Regions from separate parts of the Zea mays genome. Here regions 2 and 3 are each linked to region 1. A link is a contact called in public Hi-C data. All regions are on one chromosome and are shown on one strand. Each heading gives the region's core, a stretch centred on a gene start, on an enhancer-like site or on the middle of the called end of the contact. The rest is flanking DNA. Distances are from core to core; before and after follow the strand shown.

Region 1 (2,868 bases), core at 185-2,684:
GGTCGAGAGAAATCACTCTGTTCCTTCCATTGCAGCCAACACCGTTCCATGTACAAGGAGTTGCATCAGAAGCACTCCAGTTGGTCCTTATGAAACTTGGTAGTATTAGGGTTTTGGACAGAGCAAGAAGAGCTAGGCCATCTGAACTCATACCCTGTGATGTTGAAAGCAACACGAAGAATAGAAAAATCCAATGCCAGAAAACCAGCTTCATCTTGTTCCTAGAAATTTTGCATAGAAGTCAGCAACAAATATTTTTTTTGTCACCAATGTACAAGTAGTTCAACGCACAATCAAAATAGGGATTGCATGTGTCGTAGCAAAGGCACAGGGTACCAAAGATACGAGGATATCACTGTAGAGTAGAGTATGCCTACTAAGTCGACTAGTCGTGATACCGGTAGAAGTTAAATTCCACCTACCGGTTCTTCACTAATAAGGCATGTCTTTCGGCTGACAACACGTATGAGCAGTCGTCATCAACCAAAATTGCAACGTCCTAGAAGAATTTGGTGAAACTACAAGATACTGATTTTCCCCAATAAAACTTGGTAGAGAAATCCTTTTGTAACATTAACAATGTTGAAGGAAGCCCCGCCTACTGCTAGAAATCCTTTTGTAACACATGCACACCATGTTTTTTTCCTGAAAGGTGTCAGAGATTGAGTTTATGATGAGCTTGAGAAGATACGACAAGGCCGATCTTCTGTTCAACATAAGCCATTCTAATCGACGAGATGGGATCCGAACCACCACATGGGCTGATGAGAACCTCGATTTTTTTTATTTAAAAAAAACGGGCACCTCGATTGCAATTGCTCCTCCTCCGAAGCCGAATGAGTCCTACCTAACAAGCGAAGACCTAAGAAGCTTCCTAGGCACCGCAGAAACATTCCTGGGCGGAATCGGCACCCAGGAAAGCTCATTTCAGTGGGCTACAACTCAAACAGCCATCGGTTCTGCTTCGTTGCTGAAGCACACTCTCCAAATTTGAGAGCCCGCGCTGCAGATGCGGGCAAAGAAAATGCGAGGGCAACAGACCAGACGGCAGGAACGGAACGAACGGTAGCGGCGGACGGCGGTTGCTCGGGGTCAAACAACAAGCAACACACAACAGGAAGTAGTACAGGCGGAAACTGCTCGACCCGGAGCACACTGCACACAGGGGGAAGGAAGCGAATGAGCGGCGCTTACCAGAGAGGCGGAGGCGGCAACTCGGAGCCCGCGGGCGAGAGGATCCTGGGAGGCACTGCTCTAGTTTCCACTAGCACCAGAAGGAAGCATCCATGGGGGACGAGAGGAAAGAGCACCGGCAGCGCGGTGGACAGTTGGCGAAGGAGGCACGAACGAGAAGCCGTTTCAGACAGGCGCGCCGCCTGCCTTTTTGGAGCGCGTCCAGCGGTTGGGCACCCGTTCACACGGTATACCGGGGGCCGCGGGCGAGGGTGCAGTCGACAGACGCCACGTATGTCCCCGGTTGGTTGCTGCCTGTGTGTGGCCTCCGGTCCGGGCCGTGAGCCCGTGAGTGAGTTTTTGAATTTCGCTTCAGGCTGGCGGCAACTTTTCTAATCGTGATTTAGGTGGGTGGGTGCCAAATAAATTCACCACTCGGCATTTTCACTAAAAAAAATAACCAAAGGTTCTAGCGACGGATGTTTTCTAATCGTTTATCACGTGGACGTGCTAGTTATTTATTCTGTCCGGTTTTCAATTAATTGTCGTTTAGAACGAAGACACGGTCTTTAAAATATAACTTTAACTAATGTTTTTTTTTAAAATACAAATAAACTTTTAATATATTTATACTTTTATAAAAAAATATTTGTTATTACAAATTAGTACATATAAATATTAGGTTTCAAAATTAAATAATAAAATAGTTGTTTGTAGTCAAATTTTATAAGTTTGACTTGTCCAAAACGACAAACACCAGATGAAGTAGTCAGCAGCCACGTTGTTAGCCTTTCCTCATCACTAGCATTCTTAACGACAGGGGTTTCCGTGCAGGTCAGGTCAGTTCGTCTTTTATTGTACTCACCCGGTCCACAAAATAATAAAATCATGGCATTTGTGTCGCTTAAAATGGTTCAAGCGTAACCAAATTTATAATAAATAGTATTCACGTTTTAATCCCAACCTATTTCTTATGAAACATATTTTATAGTTAATCTAATGATATTTATTTTGTATTGTAGATATTAGTATTTTTTATATAACGTCGCTGAAACTTTAGTGGGTGTTTGGTTTAAAGAATCACTACATCCAAATTTAGGTGGTGCATCATGGGTTCAATCCTCAAATTTGATGGGATGACACCATTTCTCATATTAGTAATAACTAACTAACTATGAGAAATGAGTTGGTGATGATCAACTCATTTCATTTCACAAAAGAAACAAAAATAATAAGTAGTAAGAAGATAATGGATTAGATCATTTCCTCAAACCAAACACTCTATTAAAATATCTGGTTCCTTTAGATGCGAGAACTATATTCTTTTCTAGATAGACAACACTGCTTATTTAGATGCAGCAAAGCTTACTATCTCGACGCATATCCCTTACTCGACATCGACTAATAATATACGCAGCCTATGAGCAGAATCAGAGAAAACGATACAAATATTATTGTATGGAACAAGTGATGGCTGATAGTATCTGTTTTGATCTTCTCTTTAATTAGCAAAAAATCAAGAACAAAATATAGTAATATTTAATGATCTGATCGAATAAACCGTTCTATCAAATCTCTATTTTTACAAACAAGTGCCAACCGACCTAACGCACTAGCGACACGAGAGGTTGTTGGTAGTATCATACCCTAGTACATCAGTACAGTATGGGATAGTCGCTGCTTTCTATCACAACT
Region 2 (2,868 bases), core at 163-2,662, 380 kb after region 1:
TACCTCCATTGTCTGAATCCTTGCAGAAACCATAGATGGTGTTGCAGCGACGCACAATCCACACACCAAAAGGGGAGGTCACTCAGCTGCTCATCAAATGGGCATCTTGGCCAGAGGAGCTCGCGACATGGGAGGACGAGCCAACCTTCATCACCAGGTTCCTAAACACGTGGCTTGTGGACAAGCCATCTCTCAATGAGAGGGGGATGTCACAGCGCTAGAGGAGTCCAATGTAACAACCAGGCCATGAAGGATGATTAAGCCCAATACCAAGGTGAATGGGCCAGAATGGACCAAATAACGTGCCCTTTTCTTTTTTTGGTAAAGTGGCATGTAAATAAGAGATGAGAGGGGAGTTTTGAGAGAGGAGGTAGAGAACGAACTAGAAACCTGAACCCGACTGCGTCCGGCTGTTGGCGGCTTCGCCGTCTATAAGAACTCCAAAACCCCATATTCATCCAATGCTTACGTGAGAAGAAACGAGTGTTGGGAGCGGTGCTCACCTTTGCCATATCATCGGTGTCCTCACAAAGACACAAATCTAGCTACTAAATGACTCAACAAGTGACATTCTTGTGTGAAAACAGAGAGTCAAACTCAAGACCTGTAAGTCCCATCTAAGCAAATTGGTATTTGCGGTGGAGGAAGAAGGATCGATGACATGCATTCTGTGACCCCTTCCCAATTCATGGTCATTGAGTCAACCTATTTGCCTCCAACCCATATGCCTGAAGGTTGTGTGCACTGTGTCATTTTAGGTTCAGTTTCAGCTTGTTTTGCCATTAGAATTAATTTGTTGTAGGTTCCTACATTGCAGGTGACACTGAATTCGTAATTTTTAGTTTATGTCATATAGTAACTCTTCATGATAAAAATGTCTATTTAATATTTGGTTATTTCTTCATCTCACAAATTATGTTGGAGTCCATAAGCAGCCCGCTTTTAGCTTGCTAACAATGAGCGGTCCGCTTCTATTATCTCTTCATCTCTTTCTTCCATACCACTGTAAATTAGACATGACATCTTTTACATCTCACATACATCACCTTATTATACTTGTTCTGGGTTGTAGTCTGTATACCTAAAGTAATCTGACTCAAATCCGAAAGAAATTTAGCCGATTAACGACTGCTCACTCCCAAGAAATAATGAGTACATAGAATACAACCCCTAGGAAAACAAAGACAAAATAACTAAAAAATGAAGAAAAAAATGCATATGCGACGAGCCGCACTCGACAATCCAGATCTCTCGTTCGAAGTGGGCCTGGCTTTTCTAGGTAATTGGTGCGCACGGGCTCTGGAAGCAAACAAGCATGGGCTTGCAGGCTGGCAGCACAGCTGCACAGGCCTCTCCCAACTCCCAGCTAACGAGCCAATGGGTGCATGTGTATCATTGTTCTGTGGCTTCTGATTTCAATTCTCTCAAATGTTTTTTTGGGCCCTAGAACACTTGAGGACTGACTGAGGTGCCAACGCAGACAGTAACAGCTCAATTTCAGAGCATCAATGATTGGCGCCAAAATATATATCCACGGCAAGTACAAAAAGGATTCCAGGCTATCGAACGAGCTAGACTAGCAGTGCATCATCTATACATGCATGGGATGGAAATCACTGAACTGCTAATCTCACGAAGCAAACAAAATAAATAAATGAATGCCCGAAAGGCCCACCCACCCTTGCCAAGCTCACTTTCTTGTGGTGGATCATCTCGTCACTTGGCATCTCATGCACGATATATATACGATGGATCTGGTTCTGTGGCTGGAGAGAGTGGTGGATATATGTGACTGGCCAACCTGTCACTCATGTCTCGCCAGTGCTCCCAACGTCATCAAGCAACGAACTCAGGCCGTCTCTCGTCTGCGGAGAAGATGCCGCTGTACCGGTGAAAGTTGCTTTGGCCTGATGGTTAGGTACTTAATTACGTAAACCTTATCCCGGCCGGATTTGTTGTCTCCTATATATATACGACTTCTGCAGTTCTTTGATGTTGGGAAATGGATGCTTTAGAATTAAACTGGTCGAAGCTTAGGGATGTAACGGGTCGTTATGCTAGACGAAAAAGCCTATCTAATATTCACAGTTTGGTTTGGACCTATTCTTTTACATATAGCACATATGGTAAAAGTTACATTATAATAGAAATTATATTCTTATACATAACTTAAAGAGTCATCATTGTACGTTTCAAAAACAGAGTTGAAAGTGTTGATCTTATTTAGGGCTGTCTTCAGCAACGTCCCCTAAATTTCGTCCGCTAAAAGAATATTCTCTGTACTTTACAGAACACTCTAAAAGATTTTGTCCTCTATATTATCTCAGTCTCCAACAACGTTCCCTAAATTCGGTTCTCTAAAGCTACAGGGTTAACATACTTCATTTTGTCCATTTATTTGGTTTATAATTCATTTCTTTTCATTACACGCTAATTGAAATAAAACATGCACGGCAATAGTTTTTTAAAATTTATTAACAATTTTTGTTATCCGGACTTAAACATGTGTAGCATAATTTCTTCTCATTGTTTTTTATATTGCGGGAGATGGTGCTCGGATGATGTCGGAGATGTCCTTTGCATGTTCGTCCCGAGGTCCTTTGAATGGAAAGCATGTTCAGACCTGCGGCAGCACAGCAGCGCCACCGCCATCCACGGGAACAGTATATAGCGGGCGCTTGTATACCCGGCAAATGTAGCGGCTGAGGAAGAGTCGCTAAATTTTAGCGGACAGTATAGCGCACCTTGCTGGACGCTTACCGGACGTTTGTGTCTGCTATATTTGGTGGACAGGAGGCTTTACCGACCCTTGTTGGAGAGAGTCTAATATGGTATTGGGAGTTCAAAAGTTGCATGTTTAAACTATGT
Region 3 (2,868 bases), core at 121-2,620, 320 kb before region 1:
AGATAGGGTTTGTCACCTGTTCGACAGCTGCTACAGCAATCGCGTGCGCCACGACGAGGACGACATCCGTGACGAGCAAGACAAGAGAGGAGAAGTGGTTGGGCGAGGGACGGATGCAGCTAGGCGAGGAGGCGAGCAGGAGACGAGCGGTGGGGGCACAACCTCCATCGATTCGACCACCACCTCGATGCTCGAGAGGCTATCTCGACCGGGGGTAGCATCATAGCGCCTTGATGGTGACAGCGGCGAGCGCGAGGTCTAGGGTAGGGGGCAGGTGCGGAGGACGGGGCGGGAGGAGGCAGGCGCAACGGGCACGGGGGAATCGCGAGCGGAGGATGGAGCCATGGAGGCGGGGGCGAGCTCACGGTATCCACTGTGGACGCGGGGAGGAGTACAGACGAGGATGGAAGGGATGCGGGGAGGAGTATGGAAGAGGCGGGCTAGGATGGAAGGGAGGCGGAGGAGGAGGATGGCGGTCGGATTTGCCGGCGGGGATCTCGGTCGGGGGGCGAGGGAAGGGGGTCACAGAGGTAGGGGCGGGCGTGGAGGGGCAGAATCGTGCACCGTGTGGACGCCTACACTACTGTCTTAAGAAGTAGTATAGATATAGTTATATATTATAGATATAGAATTTGTCTAGTTAAACACTAATATGTGGATGTTTGAATCCCTTATTATTAATGATTATGATTATATAGAATATAAATTGTCCATAATACCTCTATGTTATGGGAAGAGATAAGGTCTGGGCAAAATTATCTGTTCCCGTCCATTATGTCCTTATAGTCGGGTTGAGCTGGATTTATAGAATTATTACTGTTTGTTGCCAATTTGGATGGGATAACTATATTAAAATGGAAAAAAGGCGCACAAGAAAATATTTGCCGTATTGCATCACGTAACACGTTGTGCTAACAAAATCCTGTAACGAATTTATTGGATGTTGGTGCGAACATGTGAACATTAAGCAACTGGTATTCTATTCGAGCCCTATTACATAAAGAAATATAACCAGCTGAAAAATATGTATCCTACTTTCTGTTAATTTAGTATATATTTTAAAAAATTTAAGACAGCCTTAAGAGAATATCCAAATGACACATGCAACTATAACGTATATTCAATTAGGGAGTTTTTTTTTCTCAAATTATGGTTTCCCTCCTAACAAACTTTGCTAATATAAGTTTAGAATTTCAGGACAGAGAAAGTATTAAGAAAACATTTGCTACATATATGATATATCTTCCTGTTGACAATTTGGCATGCAGCGCTCTGTGCATATTTGGAAAACAAAAAATCTGGAGGGCCAGGCTGGAAAATTCCATTGCCAGCTTGCTGCGCGCCTGCGCTTCCTTCTCGAGGCGGCCCGCGGCCGGCTGTCAAATACTACGACCCCATCCCCCGATTCCAACCCCACGAGAACCCAAAGTCCCAAACCAAACGGCCGAACCCCTGTGCCGCGCAGGCTGCTGCAATGCTCTCCGTCTCCGCCTCCGATGGCGATCGCTCGCCGTGTCCGGTGGAGGCACGCCGCATCGTGGTTACCCACCGCCTCCCCCTCCACGCGGAGCCCAATCCCGACGCGCCGTACGGCTTCGATTTCTCCCTCGACGCCGACGCGCTCCCGCTCCAGTTGGCCCGCGGTCTTCCCCGCCCTGTGGTCTTCGTCGGCGCGCTCCCCTCCGCCGCGGCGTCGATCTCTGCGTCCGAGGAGCTCGAGGCCGATCTCCTCGCGCGCTTCGGCTGTAGCCCGGTGTTCCTGGACCCCGGCCTCCACAAGGACTTCTACGACGGATTCTGCAAGCGCTACCTGTGGCCGATGCTCCACTACCTCCTGCCGTTCACGCTCACGCCCTTCTTCGGCAGTGGCGGCCTGAAATTCAAAGCGAACCTCTACCGCGCCTACCTCACCGCCAACACGCAGTACGCCGAACGCGTGCTCGAGCAACTCAACCCCGACGAGGACCTCGTTTTCATCCACGACTACCATCTGTTGGCGCTCCCCACCATCCTCCGCCACAAGTCGCCGCGCGCCCGCATAGGCTTCTTCCTCCACACGCCCTTCCCCACCTCCGAGCTCTTCCGTACAGTCCCGGTTCGCGAGGACCTCCTCCGATCCCTCCTCAACGCCGACCTCGTGGGCTTCCATAACTACGATTACGCCCGCCACTTCCTCTCCGCCTGCACTAGGCTCCTCGGCGTCACCAGCCACACCCATCGCGGCTACATCAGCATCGACTACTGCGGCCGCGCTGTTTCCGTGAAGATCCTCGCCGGTGGTGTCGACATAGGCCAGCTACGTGAGGTGTTGTCGTCGCCCGAGACTGAAGCGAAGGCCAAGGAGGTTGCCACGAAGTTTGCCGGTCGTCAGTTGTTGCTCGGAGTAGACGATGTTGATTTGTTCAAGGGGATTGGCCTCAAGCTCTTGGCTATGGAGAGGCTGCTAGAGTCGCAGCCGGAGCTACATGGCCAGGTGGTGCTCGTGCAGATCAACAACCCGGTGCGGAGTCCTGGGTATGACACCGACGAGATTTGTGCGGAGCTGCAGGCGATGCGTAAGCGGATCAATGCCCGCTTCGCGACGCCGGCGGGGTATGAACCGATCGTGATCATCGAAGACCCCATGACGATGCACGAGAAGCTGGCGTTCTACACCTCGGCGGACATCTGCCTCGTCACCGCGGTGCGCGACGGCCTGAACAGGACACCGTACATCTACACCGTGTGCCGGCAGGAGGGTCCGATCTCCAGTGGCGTGGTGGGGGCACCGAAGGAGGGCGCCATCGTCCTGTCCGAGTTCGTCGGGTGCGCGACGTCCCTGGGCGGCGCGGTTCACATCAACCCGTGGAACGTGGACGCCGTTGCTGA

Evidence for each region. A called contact is a pair of places that touch in the nucleus more often than the background predicts.
Region 2: a Hi-C map of tassel shows a contact between it and region 1, with 5 times the contacts expected there. The contact joins the enhancer-like site here to the promoter of LOC100381406 in region 1. A contact is called at or near these places in 4 of 25 Hi-C or Micro-C datasets (bundle sheath, ear, leaf and 1 more).
Region 3: a contact with region 1 is called in a Hi-C map of ear, with 5 times the contacts expected there. The contact joins the promoter of LOC100501519 here to the promoter of LOC100381406 in region 1. A contact is called at or near these places in 10 of 25 Hi-C or Micro-C datasets (bundle sheath, ear, endosperm and 5 more) and 1 of 3 datasets of contacts at active chromatin or transcription factors (leaf).

What each region holds. Positions count from the first base shown.
Region 1 is chr4:64,409,225-64,412,092 of Zm-B73-REFERENCE-NAM-5.0, forward strand. It overlaps LOC100381406 (putative leucine-rich repeat receptor-like protein kinase family protein), which reads right to left and starts at 1,435. Exons shown (of 3, transcript NM_001320806.1): 1 at 1,195-1,435; 2 at 1-221. The coding sequence starts at 214.
Region 2 is chr4:64,792,784-64,795,651 of Zm-B73-REFERENCE-NAM-5.0, forward strand. No RefSeq gene overlaps it. Among protein-coding and RNA genes, the nearest start is that of LOC111591353, 190 kb to the right of the region's middle. Within about 2 kb of position 1,413, at least 14 of the 20 cell types and tissues checked have an H3K27ac peak or open chromatin away from gene starts, as enhancers often do. A contact at or near this core is called in bundle sheath, ear, leaf and 1 more, where this site is marked.
Region 3 is chr4:64,089,265-64,092,132 of Zm-B73-REFERENCE-NAM-5.0, forward strand. LOC100501519 (alpha,alpha-trehalose-phosphate synthase [UDP-forming] 5) reads left to right here and starts at 1,371. Exons shown (of 3, transcript XM_008679492.3): 1 at 1,371-2,868. The coding sequence starts at 1,475. It overlaps LOC103653321 (a long non-coding RNA gene), which reads right to left and starts at 584. Exons shown (of 3, transcript XR_002269102.3): 1 at 17-584.